Linked DNA regions of Mus musculus: all the other regions are linked to region 2. The links are chromatin contacts, called in public promoter capture Hi-C maps. All regions are on one chromosome and are shown on one strand. The core of a region is the stretch at or near the end of the contact, and the rest is flanking DNA. Distances in the headings are between cores, read along the strand shown. Region 1 holds the start of Tubgcp4 (tubulin, gamma complex associated protein 4). Region 2 holds the start of Cep152 (centrosomal protein 152). Region 3 holds the start of Shf (Src homology 2 domain containing F). Region 4 holds the start of Tmem87b (transmembrane protein 87B). Region 5 holds the start of Trp53bp1 (transformation related protein 53 binding protein 1). Region 6 holds the start of Golm2 (golgi membrane protein 2).

Region 1 (2,932 bases), core at 328-2,827, 4.5 Mb before region 2:
AAGAAACTTCCCCCATTTTTTCTCTTAAGAAACTGAAGTGAAAGACTTACTGTAACAGAGTAGGCATCTCCAAGCAAGCCCTACCTGAAAAAGTAACCCTTCCAGATCAGAAGTATCAAAATCACCAAACCTCTTTACATCCGACTGATCTTAAACTGCCCCTCCATCCTTGTCTCTCCCCAGCCACACACTTCTGACTGTATTCCCCCTCCTCCTCACCGAATGTCCAGGTCTTCCAGACTCTCTTTCTAAATCTTCCACCAGTGTCACCGCCTCCTCTCCATTTTCTGGACATTGCTTCTGTACCCAGTTCTGGATCTCCACAGGTAGCACAGTCAGGAATTGCTCTAGCACCAACAATTCTACAATCTGCTCCTTGGTCCGCACCTCCGGCCTTAGCCACCGACAGCAAAGTTCCCATAGTTGGCTGAAAGCCTCCCGGGGCCCAGCCACCTCCTGGTAATGGAATCTTCTGAAGCGCTGTCGTAAGCTTTCAGAGCTTGTGCCATTTCCTCTCCGAGTGGGTTTGGCCATCTTTCACAGCAGAAAGCCGTTTCTCTCCTCACTGTCTGGGTTCTAGGACTTATTACACTATCTTTGCATGCCCTTGGAGAAACACCTGCAGATGAGTCTCTCTGTAAAAAGGAGTTTTATCCTAGAGTAGAGAGAAATGGCGCTATCTGAGGAGAGTATCTTTACATGTTTAAAACCTTGTCAGAGCCGGCCTGACTTTCAATATGCTCGAAGTGGCCTTCTGAGGCAGTACCTTTTCAGGACAGCAAATCAATAGGCAAGGTGAAAATGACCTTTTAAAAACTGCATTTCTAGGTGACGTTTAGAGTATCCCCAGGAAGTTGCAGAGAAAAGAAAAATCTGTCCGCTTCGCTCCCACCTCAGGTAAATCATTAGCGCCCCAGATCAAATCGGTCAAAACGTTTGGCGAACGACAACAAAAAGCCTCTGTCCAGCGAGCGCCGGCTATTCTCCCCTAGAACCACCGCCGTCCTTCCAGAAGCTCCTGGTGTCTGCCCCGCCCCTTGAACACCAAACTACAAATTTCCACCCCGAACCAAAGTCAAGTGCCGAACACTGGGTCTCTTGCTCGCGCCTCCCGAACGAAGTAAGAACTCGGCAAGAGTTCCGGGGCGACAGATGGGGAAGGTCGCGCACCGGGGGAGCCGACTTGGGCTTCTAAATTGAGGTGGACTAGGGGAGAGTTACAGGAGTTGGTGAAGCGAGGAAGCTCGAGGGGCGGCAGTGGTGGGTCTCCTGAGAACGAGGCCGATGCGGGCCGGTGCTGCGAGTCCGTGGGCTTCGAGCACAGCTCCACAGCGGCGGCTGCCAAGTTCCAGCTTTGTTTTCTTCCCTCCGGCCGGGTCACTCTGGGAGACGTCGGCAGTCGGTCAAAATGCCACAGACCCTGCCAAGGCGTCCTGAGGACTCCCGCCGGCCCACCCCAGGCCGCGTCTCTCTCAACCAGCTTCTCAACTCACTCTCATCCCTTCCCCTCCTGGGCTAGCCTCAGTCCCGCTCTCAAGCCGGAAGTCCGAGCGGGCTTCTCCTGGAGCCCAGGACGCATGCGCGACGGCACCGGCGCCTCCTCGCGGCTCCGCGGCGGGAGCGAGGCGGTGGGCGCCTGGGCCGCGCGCACTTCCGGGATGCGGCGCGCGGCTCTGTGGCATCTCCTCTCCCGGTGGACTGCGGGGATTCAGGGCAAGAGATTCCGCTGGGTGTGAGGGGTCGCCCGGAGAGGCGCTGAAAAGAGGAGGTGGTAGATCTAGGGACTCCCGAGCCGCCCTAGAAATGATTCACGAACTGCTCTTGGCCCTGAGTGGGTACCCAGGGTCCATTTTCACCTGGAACAAGCGGAGTGGCCTGCAGGTATGCAGGGGGTCAGAGACGAGTCGCTTGCCGCGCGGCGGGTGCAGCTGAGCCGCAGCGAAGGGGCGGGACCCGGGGAACTCCAACCGACCGGCGCCCGCGAGCGGGGAGAAACCGAGGGCCAACCCTACGGAGCTCCGGCTATGGGGGCCCTGCGGTCCCGCGACTCCTGCTAGAGAACCACTAGGAGTGGATAGAACCACACTTCTTTTCACTGCATATGAATTTGTTGTTAAACTGAATCCCTAAATGTGTAGCTGGAATTAGATGATAGTTATTTGAGGGAAAAGGGGGAGGGATAGGGAACTCTTGCATTGATTCAAATTGAATTTTGAAAGTAGTGGAAATGTATACAAAGCGCTCAAGACACAATACTCAGTAAATTGTGTTGGATGAAAAAAATGAATTTGTAAACATATGGTGTTTCCCTCCTTTCTTCGAAAATTTCTGTACCAGGTGAAGAACTTGAGAGGGGGTTTTTCCTGTAATTAGAAGAGTATAACAGGAATGTACCCGTTAGTTGTTTTCTCTTCCTCTCCCCCTCTGTTCCTTTATCTCCCCCAACCCCCGTGAGAAGCCCAGATATAGCGTGATACTCAATATTTTGCCGAAACTAAATTGGCAACACTGAGTTTAATAGCCAGGCGTAGTGTTTGTGCCTGTAATCCCAGCCTTTGGGAAGTTGAAGCAGGATTATTGGTGTGATTCAAGTCCAGCCTGGGCTTCACTGTGGAACCTTCTCTCAAAAAAGAAAGCAAGAAAAGAAGGGAACAGAGGGCAGAGAAAGGCAAAGAAAAGAATGACAACTACAAATGTGTCTAAGTGTGTTGTGTAAAATGGTATCAGTGACTTCAAGGTGGAGTTGACTTTTTCACAGTAATTAAGCCTAAACTAGAATTTTTTTTTTTAAAACTAGAGTATGTGTCTATGTTGTATGAGTGTGGGCATATATGTCACAGAGTGTATGAAGAGGTCAACTTTATGGAGTCACTTCTCTCTTCCCACATTTGTGTAGGTTTCAGGGATTTAACTCAGGTCTTCAGGTTTGTGT
Region 2 (3,053 bases), core at 418-2,917:
TTAAGTCCATGAAGAATTCAGGAAGTGTACTCTAAGTAGCACCGTGCTACCTTCAACTACTACATTGAAAATGGCCACAACTCTATGTTTTTTTGTGGCTTTAATAAATAAATTGCTGGTGAGATGTGTGCTGACAGATCATCATGAAAACAATCGATAGCAATGTGCATTTGCCATAGTAAAACTGTATCTTGGTGAATATGGCAAAATTATGCCATTAGTAGGAACAGTGGCCTACTCCTATGCTTGACCAGAGAGCTGACCACTTAAAACATAAACCAAGGGATCAACGTGGGCAGTGTGCTCCCTAAAATACAGCTCCCTGGTTAATAGTCTCACTCTAGCCGGGAAACTTTTCCTAACCCCACTACAAGAATACAAGAAGCACAGCTGTCTTCTCTTACACCTCTGACCCAGCTTGTCAATACTTGTCTGACAATACTTGTCAGCACTGTCCCTGGTAGTTTTTGGTCACCCCCTTCCACCCCCTCACATAGAGGGAAAAATATTTACTTGTTTTGTGAGCAAACTTTAGTGTATATTTTCCTTTCCAAAAATATTTATCATCATCATCATCATTATGAGTGAATATATCCATTGGGTCACAGGCCTTAGGATTCCCCTGGAGCCGGAGTCACACGTAGTTGTGACCTATACAATTTGGGTGCAAGAAATGAACTCACAGCCTCTTGCAAGAGCATTGACAATCTCTTAACTGCTGAAACTATTATCTACTCCCACCGGAGTAGATAGGGTCTTTAGGCAGATCTCTTTTTATTTGTTTACATTCCAAATTGTTTGTTTGTTTGTTTGTTTGCATCCCAAAGGATGTAATATGGCTGTAAGCAATTAAGAACTGAAGATCCTCAGCTCTGGCAGCTGTGCAATCGTAACTGCTTCCGTTTCTTTAGTAATGAAACGGTGAAAACATCATAGGTGTGGGAAACCTTACAACTCCCGGATAAGGACTCCGCCCTCCTCTAGATGCCTGCTCCATCCAAAGTGCATTCTGGCCACTTCCAGAGCGCATGGCTTATATCCTTTGCTTGTGGCTTCAAACTTCAGCCTTTATTTACATGCAAACAATCAAGAATTGTGAAGCTACGAAGTGAAATTCAGCTTAAATCACACTGAAAAATGCATGACTACAAGATGGACTAAATGTAATTGCCCTGGGAGTTAGAAAACTGCACGCACTAGCTTACACACTAACTTCTCTTACAGGGTGGAAACAGCCAGAACGCAACAGTCTATTTTAGACACTTTCCAAATCCTGTTCCTACTACAAAGAGTACGGAGGGAGGGGGCAATGACAATCTCTTGAGCTCGGTAGTACCGATAGCAGCATGGAAAACCAAGGTGAGCAGAAGACAGTAACCCCAAAATACAGGAAGCCCCCTCGACTGGGTGTACTCACGCAGCGCCCTTACCAAAGAACTGGGCCCGGGGTCCAAGAACCACGGGCGCGCACAGGTCTGCCGATGGGACGCCCAGGCTGAAGATCGAGAAGGGAGCCAGCAAGCACAGCCCCGGTGTAGGAGACTCGAACGCGGGTCCCGATCCCGCAGCCGCCAGCCTGGCCGGGAGACCGCAGTCACCTCCCGCAACCCGCAACCCGCTGCCCTGACTTCCAGCCGCGAGCACCTTCCCGGTTACACCCTAGCCCGCGAACCCCGCCACTCGACGAGCAGCCGCCTCCTCCAATCGCCGCCGCTGCTCGATGGGCCTGACGGCTGGGCGGAGCTATGGGGCGGAAAACCCGCCTCCCACAAGGTCGGTTGAGAAGTCGCCCGCAGTTGCAAGAGCGCGGCTGTTCGAAGAGGGCGCCAGTGGCGGCGGGAAGCTTCCCGGAGCCTCCATTGGGGAAATAGTGAGCCAATCACAAAAGCCTCCTAGAGGACTACGGTTGCTTAGATACGGCGGACTGTTTGCCCTCCCAGAGGTTAGCTAGGACATTCCTTTTTTTCCCCTTACACGTCTAAGTTTCATCCAATGGCCCTTTTTGCTCTCTGAAGTGCCACTGCCAGCCCTGGTCGTTGTTAAATTTGGCATCATCTTCAGACTTGGCTGGTTAAGATTTGTGTTTCTTTACTGATAAAACTGGAGGAGCTCCCAGGTGCCTCCTCCCTAAAACTCGAATTTCCGCGAATGTTCTTAGATGTTAGCCTGTCGTTAAATCCCATTATATCATCGAACTTGGAGATCGCAAACACAATGGATAAATATCACTTTGGCTGTTCAATTTTAATGTGTGTCTCTTGATTGGCTTGTTGAGGGTGGCTGGACCTGGCATGTTCGAGACCTGAGTTCTGGAACAGTTGCTGTCTCTGGCTTCTTTGGTAAGAAGGGCTCTAGTGCATGCCAAGAACTTGGTGACTTGGATGCCCACATCTTTTTAAATCTTTCCCCTGTGTACCGTGTGGAGTAAGATACTTGTCCAAGGCTCTTCCAAATCTGGCTGTTTGCTAAGTCTGCCACCTGCATCCTATCCTTGTACGGCTGACATTGACCCTCAGCTAGGGGTCTGATACAGAATAAGAGCTTGAGTGAGAGAAACAGAACCAAGTCACAAGGCTGCACTACCAATAGTTCTGGGATGGCTCCTGTTTCCCCTCCTCCCACCCCATCTCCTGGGCTGCTTTTCGAGTCAATTGCCCCACCTCTCACCCACTCAGCCCTCGAAACACATGACGTCACTCAGTGGAACTGGATCTCCCTACCACTGTACACAGGGTGCATACCGACCCCAAGAGAAGATGGATTTCTCTTCTACTACGATCTGTTACCGTGTGTCTGCTTCACTGGTAGAACAATATGAACGTCTTGGGGGTATTCACTTGAGCATTTGTCTTCATGTTTCATGGCCCATGCTAGGCACTCAAAACAACTGTGTTAACTCATTAGTGAATAAATGAAGGAATGGGCAAATGAAGATGTTGGTCAAGAAAAGACTAATGAAAGGCCTTCGGGGAAATGGCACTTGTCGAAGGTGATCCAAGTATCGGCTAATGAGAAAGATATGTCCAGTGCCCCATGCTGAGGTCTACGATGCA
Region 3 (3,100 bases), core at 439-2,938, 3.3 Mb before region 2:
GGCAAGAACCATGGGGGAAATGATTCACACATCTGGGGCTCTTGTTCTGACCCCAACACACCTCTTATCCAGCAAGCCTACCAGGACAGCAATCTTTTGGCGGAAAAAGCCCAATTCTGAAACCTGAGGATTCAGACATTAACTGCTCTCTAATCAGATAAAGATCTCTACTGAGGAGAGATGAGCAAGCCCTGGAGGAATGAGTTCTCAGACATGAGGAAGGCAACAGAGCTGGGGTAGCTCCTACCTCCCATTCAGGGAGACTAAGGATGGCTTTCAGCTGTTTATCATCCAGGACAGGATAAAACTGGAATTAAGAAGGAAGGTAGATGTCCTGAGAGACAAACTATTGGGAGTCTTCCTCCAGGGCCTGCAGATCCAGTCTCTCTCAGAATGGACTGAGAAAGAGGAAAGCCTAGAGAGAGGAGATAATGAATGAACCCCATCACTCGGCCTTAACTGGGCAACAGGTCCTGACCACCGAGTGTCCTCATACTTGGGGGAACACTGGAAGGAGTGCGCCTGTACCCCAGGGGTGAATTTCTTCAGGAAGAGCTGGACATTGCCCATCTTGGCATCCGGAGTACAACAGTCCCCCCCCCCCCCTAATCCCACTGGGAAAGGCAAAGGCCAGCGCTCGCTGTGTTCACGGAAGAATCTTAGTTTTCAGCCCCTTTCTGGGCTTCAGACCTGCAAAGATGCCTGGACTCCAGGACCGGGTGGGAGGTGGGAGGAAGGAGAAGGGGAAGAGGAGGGGGAGAGAAAAGCTTTGTGGAGGGAAGAGTCAAGAGATCAAAGGGCAGAGGAGCTGCTGCTCCGGAGAGGGCACAAAGGCCATAAACCGGCAAAGGGAAGGGAGGGGTGCTTCTCCATGCCCGTTAGAAAAAAGGTTCCAGGATCAGGGTTGGACGGGTTGCAAAGCTGAGGACAGAGCCATTGAGGGAGGTCGTCCCTAGTCCTCGGGCCCTAACAGGAAACAGGGCAGAGTTTGGGGACTCAGATTAGTCGGTGGAGAAGCTAACAAAGGGGTTAAAATTTGAGCCCCCGTGTCAGGGACTAAGCTTATGTCAACTAGAAATACTGACTGCGAAAGGCTGAGTCCCAGCCAAGCCACCTTTGTCCCTCCCTAAATCTCCAGACCTCAGACCACCACCCCTCCTGGACACCCACGCCCGGCGCAGCACTCACCCTGTCGCTGCTGGCAGGGGGTCCGGAGTCCGGAGGGGGTGCTGGGGGGCCGGGGGTCTCGACCCGAATGAGGCGGTGCGGGGGTGAGCCGTGGCGCGGGGGCGGAGTGGGGCCAGGGACCGCAGGGGTGGAAAGGGCGGCGGACGCGGACGGGCCCCCGGAGTAGGGGTCCTCGAAGTCGCGGTCTCGCTGCAGCCGGTAGGCGGCCAGGATGTCCGGGGGCGGCGCAGGGGGCGCGGCCGGGCAGGGAGCTGGGGGGCGGTAGTCGGGCTCTGGGGGGGCGGGTTTGGCGCCCCCTCCACCGCCGCCCCCGCGAAAGCCCAGGTGCTCCCGCAGCCACTTTGCGACTCCACCGCTGCCGCCCCCTCCCGGGCCGGTCCCCGCACCCCCAGCCCCGCGGCGGGATCCCCCAGGGCCGCCCCCCGCGCTGCCCTGCGCCCTCGGCCCCGGGCCGGAGCCCGTAGGAGGAGCTCCGCTCAGTAGCATGGGGCCCTCCCAACTGAGCGAGCAGACCGCGGGCGGCGGGGGCGGGGCGAGAGGGGGCGGAGCTGCGCCGGCGGGAGGGGCGGGGCTCGTCGTCAGTGACACGAGGGGAGGAGCCCGCTGCCTAACGGGGACCCGAGGACTCTGAGAGGAGTAGATGGGATGCGGGAAGCAACTGCGCCGAGGGTGAGTCCTCCACATGTCGTTACCCGTGCTCCTGTGGGGCGCTCTCTAGTCCCATCTGCTCTTTGCACCTCCCAGTTTGTGTCAGACGCGGGAAGATGAGTCCCCAGGCACATCCTGCTCATCCTGATTCCTTTCCCCCAAACCCAAAGACCCAAACATTTTCGAAGACGCTGCTCTTCAGATGCGCCTATTACTGCCCTCACCTTGGGAGTACCGCCTACCTCTTCCTATCCCTTAACTCACACCCAAACCTAGGTTGCCTTTCTATCCAGGCAAACTTCTCACGTGGCATGCAATCAGTTCTCCAGAGACACCCATTGCTCCGATGTTTCCACACCCAACCGCCAGCTTCAAATGCTTACAACCCTCGCACAAACAATCCCCATCCACGCTTACACCGGCCCCCAGCAGGCCCACGCAGCCCTCACAGCTGCCCTGCTTTCTTGTGGAAATCCCTCAAGCTCCACCCTGGGTTTGTCAATCTGTCTGTGACAGAATAGAAACAGACAGATCAATAAATCAAGCGAGAAACAGGTCTAATGTTGTCAATCACCAGCCCCTTACCTTCTCAGGGCTCCGATGATGATGCCTAAGAGCCTGGAATTTTGTCTTAGAAAGGAAGCAGGTTCACCAGAAGTATTGTAGCCCTGAAGGCCAGCATCTCTCCCTCTCCCTCCTCCCCCTTCCTCCCCCTCCCTCCTCCCCTCCCTCTCCCCTCCTTCTCCCCTCACTTCATGGGGTATAATAGAGAAACTAAGAGGTTTACATTCCAGAATATACAGTTTAAAATACTAACTACTGATGCAACGGTGAGCATAGAGATGACAGGTTCCTGAGGATATTGTAGCTAACCCACAGGAGAAGGTCTCCTCACTCACCCAATGGGAGGGGATGGGAAAGGCAATGGACTGCCAACTCCTGGGCCAAGACCACGCCCTTGTCCTATCTTAGAAAGGGTGATAGGGGTTGTTGTCATGCAAATTAAGGGTGATGAGCGATCTGAGCACAGCCCTTGCTCTGTAGTCACCTTGCAGTCAGGCCTCCGCTCAGACTCATGGCAATCCTGTTGCTCAAGCTTTCCCAAGGCAAGTTCTGAGGTTGCAGGTGTGCGCCACCACACTACTGGTATTTGCTTAAAAAATATAAAGTGATTCTGGTGGTGGTGATGGTGGTGGTGGTGGTGGTTTGAATGAGAATGGTCCCCATACGTTTGTTAAGGATTGAGAGGTGTAGCCTGGTTGGA
Region 4 (3,313 bases), core at 355-2,854, 3.2 Mb after region 2:
AAGCATCTAATTAACAAAAGTAATTACTCTTTTTTTTTTTTGTGGCGGCTCGTGCCTTTATTTTATTTTATTTTTTTAAAGATTTATTTATTTATTATATGTAAGTACACTGTAGCTATCTTCAGACACTCCAGAAGAGGGCGTCAGATCTCATTATGGATGGTTGTGAGCCACCATGTGGTTGCTGGGATTTGAACTCTGGACCTTCAGAAGAGCAGTCGGGTGCTCTTAACCACTAAGCCATCTCGCCAGCCCATAATTACTCTTTTAAAATGTTAATTACATTTTACTTATGTATTGAGTGGGAAGTATTTGGGGGTTAAAGAACAACATTCCAGAGTCTGTTTCTGGGACCTTGTGGGTAGTCAGCTTTGGCAGCAAGTGCCTTTAACCTCAGGACCATCTCAATATTCCATTTGCTCTTCAATAAGGTAAACTCCCTGTTTAGTCTATTACTCGGAGATCGATACCTCTGTGAGATATTTAATGAGCCGTAAGATACAGTTCTGAATTGATTACTGGTTTAATGGTCTCTATTAAAGGTACTCCTTGTAGTGTGGAATGTTGCTAGCAGAGGAAGCTGGTGACCAGGGCGATATTAGAACTTTCTAGAGATCCATTCCTCTCGATTTTACTGTGAACTTAAATGTGCTTGAAAAATAGTTAACTATTTTAAAATAAGGAAATTAGAGGTATAAACAGTAACTCCTACTGAATCTAATCGGGACTAAAAAAACACCTTCAGGAAAGATTCAAATTCATATAAAACATCAATTTCCTAGTGCCACCTACTGGTGAGACCTGACTATTGCTCTCGAAACAATTTTTTCCCCTTAGTTGACAAGTATTTTGTTTTGCTTTTAGACAAGCTTGTGCAGCTCACGCTGGTCTCACGCTTGCTATGTGGCTATAGGCTGTCTTTGAATTCCCACGATCCTCCTACCTCCACCTCCCAAGTACTAGGATCTTCATTTCTGCAACTTGTCATTAGAGTGCCCCATTATCCTCGGGGCCCTGCTCTGCAAGCTGACCTTTCAACTGCGTTGCAGCCAGGTCTTTCCTTTCTAGTTTCCCTTAAGGCCCTGCCTCTTTTTCCTCCCCCTCCTCTCCCTGTTCTTTTCCCCGCCTCCATCTTTCTACACACAACCTTCCCCTTAAAGCAGCTTCTAGTTCCGCCCAGGTTCGGCCCTTTTAATCTTGTAGTCCCGCCTCCACACTTTGGTTCCGCCTTCCCTTCTCCCGGGAAGGCCCCGCCTCCCTACCACGCCCCGTGCCCATAGTCCCGCCCCAATTAAGGTCTTGGCCCCGCCTCCACTCCCGGCCCCACCTTCTCAGCCCCGCCTCCACCCGGCCCCACCTCCCAGGCCCCGCCCCCTCCGTGGGCGGGTTTCCCTCTGGACTCTCTTCCCTTCCCTCCACACTTCCTCGGTTCCTTCCAGGCCTGGCCCTGAAGCCCTGCTCCAGGTTTGAGCCTATTTCCTCTAACAGCGCCTATCCGCTTCAGCCCAAGACCCCCTCCGCATTCACGCCCGTGCTCTCGTTCCCCTCGTGGGCACGCCCCTTCAGGGGCGGAGCTGAGCCAGGTGCGGCCCCGGGGCGTGGCCGGGTTCCGGGAGCGCAGGTGCGGCGTCCGCGTCAAGATGGCTGCCGCCTGTCGGTCTGAGGCTGGCCTCCTTCCCAGCCTCCTCTGCCGCCGGCCCGCCGGGGCCCAGCTGCTGCGAGTTGCCCTGTGTCTCCTGTGCTGGGTCCCGGCGGCTGTGGACGCAGTCCCCGAGCTCGGGCTTTGGACGAGGACGGTCAATGACGTAAGTGCTCTGTAGGGACTGAGGCGTGGCGCTTCTTAGGCTCCAGGGCCCTGGCTGGATAGCTCCGCCTGCGGACCAGTCTGGCCTTGGGCACATTCACTAGGGCTCTCTGGGACCAGCGGTGGGTCCTCTGACGCGCTTCTTGAGCCTTTTGTCTAGAGTGGGCTCTGGGAAGGGAGCGTCCCCCTCCTCTGCCTAGGCTTCTGGGAAGAGCGGTCCCACTGTGCTTTCCTAAGACGGCTTCCCTTTCCAAATGTTGTTGCTGCTCGCGAGGCTCTCCACCCGCCTCTCACTGTCCTGACACGGTGTCTCTAGATCTTGCTTTTGTTTCTTCAGTTCAGAGCCCCAATCTCTGCATTCCCAGCGGCATCGCTGGGACCGAATACTTCGGCTAGGTTACTACTACTGGGGCCACATCCACAAGGCCACAAGGTTTGTCTAGCCTTTCTGTTAGAGCATAAATTGAGTGTGCTCTACAGTCGTGCATAAAGTCACCTCGCCTCTCTTATTTTTCTTGAGTTTCTGTATATTCCTTAGTGTTCATGACTTCTGCGCGTGTCTGTGGAACAGGGTGTTTGCTTAAGAGTGTTTAAAGGGCGAGTCTGATGGATGAAAACTTCCGTAACTGGGCAGGCCGTTAGAGAACTTGACGTCCTGTATGGTTAAGAGATGATGTGGGAAGAAGGCAGAGACCAAATTGTGCAAAGTCTTGCAAAAGAGACAGGATATCGGGAAGCGGCCTTGTCTTGAGTCCAGAGTCAGATGACTCGCCCAGATCTGCTTGGGATGTGTGGAAACAGCGTCTAAGTTCTAAAGGTGACATTTATATTTATATTCCTTCAACCAAAAGTAGTATCAGAAGGTGCACATACTTCCAAACACAAAACTGCAGAGGCTCAAGTGTAGGCTTCATTCTGTGGCCCGGCTCAGTGTATTCATTGCGTTTGAGATTCTTCTGAGTAGGTGCCCAGTATTTTTTTTTTTTTTTTTTTTTTTTTTTAGCTGTCATATGCTTTGTTCAGGCTGAGTTTATTTCCTGTGTAGCTCAGGCTGGTAGTGTCAGCAGCCTTTTTTTGCAAAAAGCAGGATGATTATTTTTTTCTTATATCAAGTTGTCAGAAATGTATCTTTTAGAACAGAGAGAATGAAACATGTCTTTGTATACTTACCACGATAGGGCCTGCCCATCTCTATGGCTGTATTTCTCATCAATAAAAAGCAATGTTTGTTGAAGCACACTTTATGGTTTCCTGCTGCTTTTTTAGTGAATGCAGTTAAGCCGGTTTCCAAACTCAAAATAAGAGCATTGTGAATCAGCTCCATGAAAACTGTTGCTTGAGCATGTACCAAAAGATCTTTGTCAAGCGTACTTCAGATAGTAAGAATCCCACTGGGAAGAATGGCAGGTTCTTTTGACAAGCAGAGAAGTGTGTTTTTTGACTGTAGTTATGCTTTGGTCAGACTGAGTTTATTTCCTGTGTAGCTCAAGCCAGCAGTGTCAGCTTTGC
Region 5 (3,021 bases), core at 470-2,969, 4.4 Mb before region 2:
ATTTGAAGTTGTAGGAGTTGAACGAAGTGTTACTTCACAAAAGAGATCCCAGCTCTCAGTCCTAAAACAGAACTACCTATAGAATCCCCAAATCCCACTCCCCAATTCACAAAACAAGATTAATATCTTTATCTTTGGGATGAATCAGCAGGTACAGATAAGAGTCGATCGAATAGTAAATTGAAATCAACTCCTTTGACTGAAACAATAGTTTACCTGCTTGTCCTGTTTGGCTGAGGTAACCGTTCAATGACCTGACTGATGGAACCACTGGTACCCAAATGAGAAGACTCCACAGGATCTGAAAAAGACAGAAGGAGGTGGATATTAGCACAGAAGACATTTGCCATCAAATTTTAATACAAATTGAGAAATGGAGGCAACACCAAACTAATCACGGGTATCCAAAGGCTTACTGAACACTAGATAACAAACTAGGCTTCCTTACACATAATCTCAACTGCATGTTTAAATCGTTCTGCCCCCACAGGACCTTAAACACTGCAGAGAGCCAAGCCTTCAACTGCTCACCTGAAGCTTTCTTTTCTTTCAGATGTTCATTGAATGAGCTATTACTGTCTCCTTGTTCTACAGCAGATTGTTCCGGATTTGATACAATATCCTAGAAAACATGAGCACATAAGATCCTCACAGTACACAAAGTAGTACAACAGGGACCTTTCTGTGGGTGAGAACACGTTGATTTCATTTTTCGTTCCCCACCAACTTTATCCAAAAGCTAACAATCAACTAAACACGTTAATTTTCTGGGTTAGTTTGGTGTAGGGGGGTCAGAAAAAAATAATAACTTGAACAGGGCATCATCACTCACTCACCAACACGGGGTTCTCTTTGTGCATCTGCAGATTAGGAAGGTGTCGAGATAGCACGCTGAAGTGAGAGCCTGCATCTTCTTCCAGAACCTGGCTTTCAGGCTGAGAATCTTCTATTATCAGGCAAGGAGTGTCTTGCTGAGAGAAATCTGAATCCAATTGACTTCCAGTAGGGTCCATCTGCTCCCCTGGAATGGAATAACAAAAGATCAGTTCGAAGAGTAACCCTATTGAGCTTTCCACACACAATCTGAGACTAAATAAAGGGGCGGAAGTGTGAGATCGAGAAAGGGACCATTCTAGGGCTACCCAGTAGCCCACATTTGCAATCGCTCTTAGCACTTTCTCAGCCATCTCCCCAGCCCTCATTTCTCCGTTATTTACCACCGCGCCTCTGGATCCTTCGATCTCCCCCTCCCTCCCTCCTTTCTCTTCACCTTCCCTCAGACACGCTTCCTTCCTCACCTCTTCTCCCCGCCCCTTTCCATCCCCCACACAACTCTCCCCGCGTTCTGACGCCACTGAGCCCCGGGAAGACCTCTTCGCAACCCCGGCGGGCGGGAAGCCCACGGCCCTCATGCGGCCTCAGGACCACCGCGGCGGCTGCCTCCCCACCCCCTCCCCGGCCCTCCAACCCCGTCCCCGTCACCGCCGCCATGCTTGCCACCCCGCCCCCTCCAGGCGGCCAGCCCTTCAAGCCCGCCACCCGGGCCTCTGCGGCCCGCTAGCTCGGCTCCGCTCGCAGCACTACCTGGCATCCCGGCGAGAGGTGCCTCGCGCTGGATCTAGAGGTTTCTGCACGCTGCCCAGGCCCCTCCAGGTCGATCCCCAGGTCGCCACTGTCGCCACCGCCGCCACTGGCCGCGAGCTCCCCCTTTTCCCGTCACGTCACGCAATATCGGATCGCCCATTCGCTGCTGTTGTCTGCCACTCAGGAAATCCTATGGATGATAGGTGGCTGAGGTGAAGTGCCCGCCCCCAGCGTAAGAAAAGGAACACGGCGGCGTGTTTCCATGGTAGCATGGACGTCGCAGGCCCTCCCCCTAATACAGCCAGCATGACAGTATCCTTGAACCGAAGGGACATTAAGAGGGCATGAAATAAAAACCCCTGCCTGAAGGACGGGGGTACTCACTACTCACACTTGAGGGCTTCGGCCCCTTCACTGACTTCCGTGGAAAAGGAGAGTCTCCTGGATTTTCAAAGAAAGGGCAAAGAGGAGGAGAATTGAGGAGAGCTAGTACTTCTGAAATGGTGAAATGGAAGAGAAGCCTCTGTGGGGTTTGCCAGTGTCGATCAGGATCCCATTTGTAGACCTCTGCCTGAATTTAAAGGCTTCCGTTTTCCCACTCTATGTCTCTGGCAGTTTTGATTTTGTTGTTTTATATTGTCTTCGTGTTCCCACTCCCTTTCAAGCTTCCCTATTTGTCTCTCTCTGCCCTTTCTTTTAGGGAATTGCAGCAGCCCCAGACGCTTTGCACCTCCCATTGAACGAACTGAGCATTGTAATCCTCAAACTAGAAGCAAAGAGAACAGCTGTCACCCCTACTAACTCAATGACCTAAAGGATCCAGGCCCAGAGATTTAATTATCCTAATCATGGTGTCAGGGTCTTATAAAGGGTGTGGCAGCTGTGACAACTATTAATGAACTGAGCTCAAGATACATATGTGGTTTCACTGTCATTTTAATTTAAAGAGCCGTTGGATCTGGGCTAGAATTCTAACCAAGCAGCTGTCAGGAGGGAAAGCACCTAGCACAGTGCCAAGAATATACATAGAAGGCATTAAAATGGAGGCGGTTTTCTCTACTCCAGACTCAGAATTATTTAGGCACAGCCCATACATGATTCTCAACTTCTATAAATGCCCAGTTTAGCACTTGAAATAAGCCAAGCTTAGAGAGGAGCATCCTACCAGCCAATCTCCTCTCTGCTGCTATAAATTACAGTGATCATATTCTCCTAACCCAAAAATCAAAGCATGTTGTCTTCATACGCATTACTTGTGGGAACAAAAGGATCAGCTTAAACGAAATCGCTCTGAAAATTTTAGGATCTATTGTTATAACTAAAATTCCAATCCTAGAATGTTTTACAAGTAGAGCAAAAATGACCCAAATCACAGAGACACATCTTACCTCTTAATCCTAAAATCATTCATGATTGACTCCTGAGTTTCTCTACTGA
Region 6 (3,232 bases), core at 127-2,626, 3.8 Mb before region 2:
ATTTTGTATGCAGCACACGCTGGCTTCCAGCTTCTGCCTCAACACCCCAAATGCTGTAATTGAAGAGAGTTAATCTTCAACTTTGATGTAAACCAGCTAGTAAATTCTGGTACGTTTATGTCGTTGTTGTTGTTTGTATAGTATAAAAAAGAGAAACATCCTTCTGTGAAGGTATTTTTTTTTTTTTGGAAGCAGATGAACTTTATTTTTGAAATGCACAGGACACATGGAACAATTTTTCACTGTTGTAAAATCTTCATGTCTCAGAACTATAGGCCGGTTTGAATAAACACTTAAGTTTGTGTTCTTGACCCGGAGTCTGAAAAATAACTACAAATCCATCCTCTGGTTACACAGGTGAAAACCAGTAACTTTTTATTGTTTGTTTAAACAACTACACAAGCAGCACGCAGAGGGAACGAGCAGGGGATTCTCTGTAGCACTGAACATGACGCTAAACGTAGAACAACACCTGCTACAAAGCAGAGAGAGGAACAGTATTACGAGTTCTGTTACTTGGCTTTAAGCCCAGTTCAGAAGATACAGGACTCTGACGTTTCCGCACATCTTTGTTTCCGGGCTTTCTCCTGTGTAAAGCGTTGTTGGGATAGGAGGGATGTAAAACTAGGCGTGCAGAAACAACTTGTAAGGGCTGCTATTGCTAATTCGGAATGTGTCAGCCGTCAGTAACGGCGCATTAGCTGCCATTCACCGAGGGCAGCTTCTGGGCTTTCTCCTCAGCTAAGTCGAGGGAAAAGCAGCAGAGCGTTTTAAAATAGGAGCACCGCATTTTGGAATTCTTCCTGTCCGTGACAGCAGTAACCTTGGAAACCAGGCTGCTAACACATCTCAATCGCAGAGCATCCTCAAGCTTAGCTTCTCTTGCTGTATTGTCTGGGCACCGCTATTCTGGGGGCTAATGTCAACTGTTTTTGTTTTTTTCCACCTCGGTGGCACAAACAACACCTAGCATAAAACCTTGCTAGACACCCATCAGGTCCCATCTTACCTAGAGCCTTCCCTACTTGGTGGCAGTCTCAGAATTGGTCCTGACAGAGGACACTCTGCCAAGGGGCCCGCTGATAGCAGGACCTCCCTAAACCTGGCCTCAGGGGACACCACCAGGTAACAGCACCACGCACACCCACCCAGGTACGCCGCGCGACCCCGACCCCGCGCCCCAGCCTCCAGAGAACCCTCGCGAGACAAGACCGCAAGGGGACGAGAAGAAGCCCACTATCTCGCGAGAAGAGGGGGCGTCGGCGGAAACGAGCTAATGCCCCCCTGGGCGCCCCGGCCCCAGCCGGTGGGCGTGGACCGAGGAAACCCGCCCCCTTCCGGCTCGCGTCCCCGCCCCCAGCCTTGAGGCATCGGGTCGCGAGTACCAGCGCCGGCTTCTCCCGCTTCCCTGCGGCGGGAGCCCGCTGGCCTTCGACTCTCGGAGGGGGCGCGGCGGGGGCGCAGAGGGGGCGGGGAGGACCCGCGACGCCCCGCCCCCCTCCGCGCTCTGGCGGCTCGGCCCGTCCCTTGGGGTCCGGGTCCCGAGGCCGCTGAGACAGCAGGCCGGCGCTGCCCGCAGGTGTCGGCGGCAGCGGCGGAGCCACCGGCCTCATGGTGGGTTTCGGGGCCAACCGGCGGGCCGGCCGCCTGCCGTCCTTCGTGCTGGTGGTGCTACTGGTAGTCATCGTCGTCCTTGCCTTCAACTACTGGAGCATCTCCTCCCGCCACGTTCTGCTTCAGGAGGAGGTGGCCGAGCTGCAGGGCCAGGTCCAGCGCACCGAGGTGGCCCGCGGGCGCTTGGAGAAGCGCAATTCGGACCTCTTGCTCTTGGTGGACACGCATAAGAAGCAGATCGACCAGAAGGAGGCCGATTACGGTCGCCTCAGCAGCCGGCTGCAGGCCAAGGAAGGCCTGGGGAAGAGATGCGAGGATGACAAGGTAAGGTCGAGCCCTTTCCTCGGCCCTCCTAGACTTTTTCTTTTCACTTCTGGGTGGGGTATTAATATTCGCCCGCCGGCGATTGCTGTATGCCGTCAGCGTGGTAGCCCTGGAAGCTCCCCAGACCCCCAGCAACCCTGTTTGTTGTCAGACTTTCCCGGTGTCAGCGCCACATTCTCTGTTCGCTTGCAGAGACTGTAAGTTCTGGTTCTCTAGAGTGGCCTATGTGTGGATACCACCTTTCCTCCAAGCTCAGCTGCTGAGCTGGCAGTGGTTATCATCTGGCCTGTGTGGCCGCCTTCGTTCCCGGCACACAGGCTGCCAGGTATATGTATGGGCATTGTCTCATCCACCTCCTGTGCAGACTGATCAATATTAATTTATTTCAGAATGCGGCCTTCTTCCCTTCTGGTGCTCAACATGTATTTGTCAACAGTATGGCTTTTTAGAAATCTCTATAAATTGATGTATTTTGCTAAGTAGATTTTTAAAAAATGAATTTTGTGTTGAAAGTGTTGTTATAGATGAGTCAGGAACCCGTATATGAGCCACACTTGTGACTTGAGTGCGGTTAATCCATTATCTTCTCAATTTGAATTGTTAATGAAATTAGCCGAAATGGTAGAATCTAAAAATAAGTTCTTAGGAACAGAATCTTATGTCTGTCGTTATAATTCTTGAAAGAAAATAAAATTGTGTGTGCTTAAATAGCTCTTAGGGCTGCTGCTTAATGCAGATAGAAAATACAAAATTTTAAATTTAAAAATCTTAAGTCTGGACTATGATCATGTCCTACTTAATAGGATCTGTTTTCACTATTTTATTGACAGTTTATAACTTAGGCAACTTCAGTTGGTATATCAGAATTCTGAAGACTTCTAGATAGGTACTATAGTAGATGACTTCTTTTCTACACTCTTAAATCTTTTAAGATTAAATTTCTTCTTTCTTTATCTAGTGTGTGTGTGCATGTGCATACACATGTGTGGAGATCCGAGATCTGGAGTCAAGTTCTTTCCATCCATCCTGTGGAGCTGACTTCTGTTTATCTGTCTTGGCAGCAAGTGCTTTTAGCTGCTGAGCCGACCCTTAAATTGAATTTCATTTGTGTGTGTATTCACCCTAATGCACATGTGGATGTCAGAGGATAGCAGTCAGATTTCTCCTTCTACCAAGCAGGTCCTGGGGATGGAACTCAAGTTCTATGAGATTTTTAATGAGCTTCCAACCTTCCTACCCTCATTGGCCTCTACTTTCTTACTTATCGAAAACTGAGCCTCTCAGTTGTTTTCTT

The links. Promoter capture Hi-C pulls out the DNA fragments that hold promoters and counts their contacts.
Region 1: a contact with region 2 is called in a promoter capture Hi-C map of second pharyngeal arch cranial neural crest. The contact joins the promoter of Tubgcp4 here to the promoter of Cep152 in region 2. A contact is called at or near these places in 2 of 39 promoter capture datasets (pre-B cells and second pharyngeal arch cranial neural crest).
Region 3: a promoter capture Hi-C map of pre-B cells shows a contact between it and region 2. The contact joins the promoter of Shf here to the promoter of Cep152 in region 2. A contact is called at or near these places in 2 of 39 promoter capture datasets (cranial neural crest and pre-B cells) and 1 of 484 Hi-C or Micro-C datasets (liver).
Region 4: a contact with region 2 is called in a promoter capture Hi-C map of pre-B cells, with 2.8 times the contacts expected there. The contact joins the promoter of Tmem87b here to the promoter of Cep152 in region 2. A contact is called at or near these places in 1 of 39 promoter capture datasets (pre-B cells) and 1 of 484 Hi-C or Micro-C datasets (regulatory T cells).
Region 5: a contact with region 2 is called in a promoter capture Hi-C map of pre-B cells, with 3 times the contacts expected there. The contact joins the promoter of Trp53bp1 here to the promoter of Cep152 in region 2. A contact is called at or near these places in 2 of 39 promoter capture datasets (cranial neural crest and pre-B cells).
Region 6: a contact with region 2 is called in a promoter capture Hi-C map of pre-B cells, with 2.8 times the contacts expected there. The contact joins the promoter of Golm2 here to the promoter of Cep152 in region 2. A contact is called at or near these places in 2 of 39 promoter capture datasets (cranial neural crest and pre-B cells).

Annotation. Positions count from the first base shown.
Region 1 is chr2:121,169,591-121,172,522 of GRCm38.p6, forward strand. Tubgcp4 (tubulin, gamma complex associated protein 4) reads left to right here and starts at 1,578. Exons shown (of 18, transcript NM_153387.3): 1 at 1,578-1,881. The coding sequence starts at 1,804. Zscan29 (zinc finger SCAN domains 29) reads right to left here and starts at 1,535. Exons shown (of 5, transcript NM_001290819.1): 1 at 220-1,535. The coding sequence starts at 534.
Region 2 is chr2:125,623,446-125,626,498 of GRCm38.p6, forward strand. It overlaps Cep152 (centrosomal protein 152), which reads right to left and starts at 1,668. Exons shown (of 28, transcript NM_001081091.1): 1 at 1,431-1,668.
Region 3 is chr2:122,367,459-122,370,558 of GRCm38.p6, forward strand. It overlaps Shf (Src homology 2 domain containing F), which reads right to left and starts at 1,689. Exons shown (of 7, transcript NM_001374011.1): 1 at 1,189-1,689. The coding sequence starts at 1,674.
Region 4 is chr2:128,816,699-128,820,011 of GRCm38.p6, forward strand. Tmem87b (transmembrane protein 87B) reads left to right here and starts at 1,605. Exons shown (of 19, transcript NM_001355629.1): 1 at 1,605-1,805. The coding sequence starts at 1,641.
Region 5 is chr2:121,269,688-121,272,708 of GRCm38.p6, forward strand. It overlaps Trp53bp1 (transformation related protein 53 binding protein 1), which reads right to left and starts at 1,720. Exons shown (of 28, transcript NM_013735.4): 1 at 1,585-1,720; 2 at 837-1,021; 3 at 532-622; 4 at 217-301. The coding sequence starts at 1,591.
Region 6 is chr2:121,865,594-121,868,825 of GRCm38.p6, forward strand. It overlaps Golm2 (golgi membrane protein 2), which reads left to right and starts at 1,377. Exons shown (of 10, transcript NM_001205369.1): 1 at 1,377-1,938. The coding sequence starts at 1,612.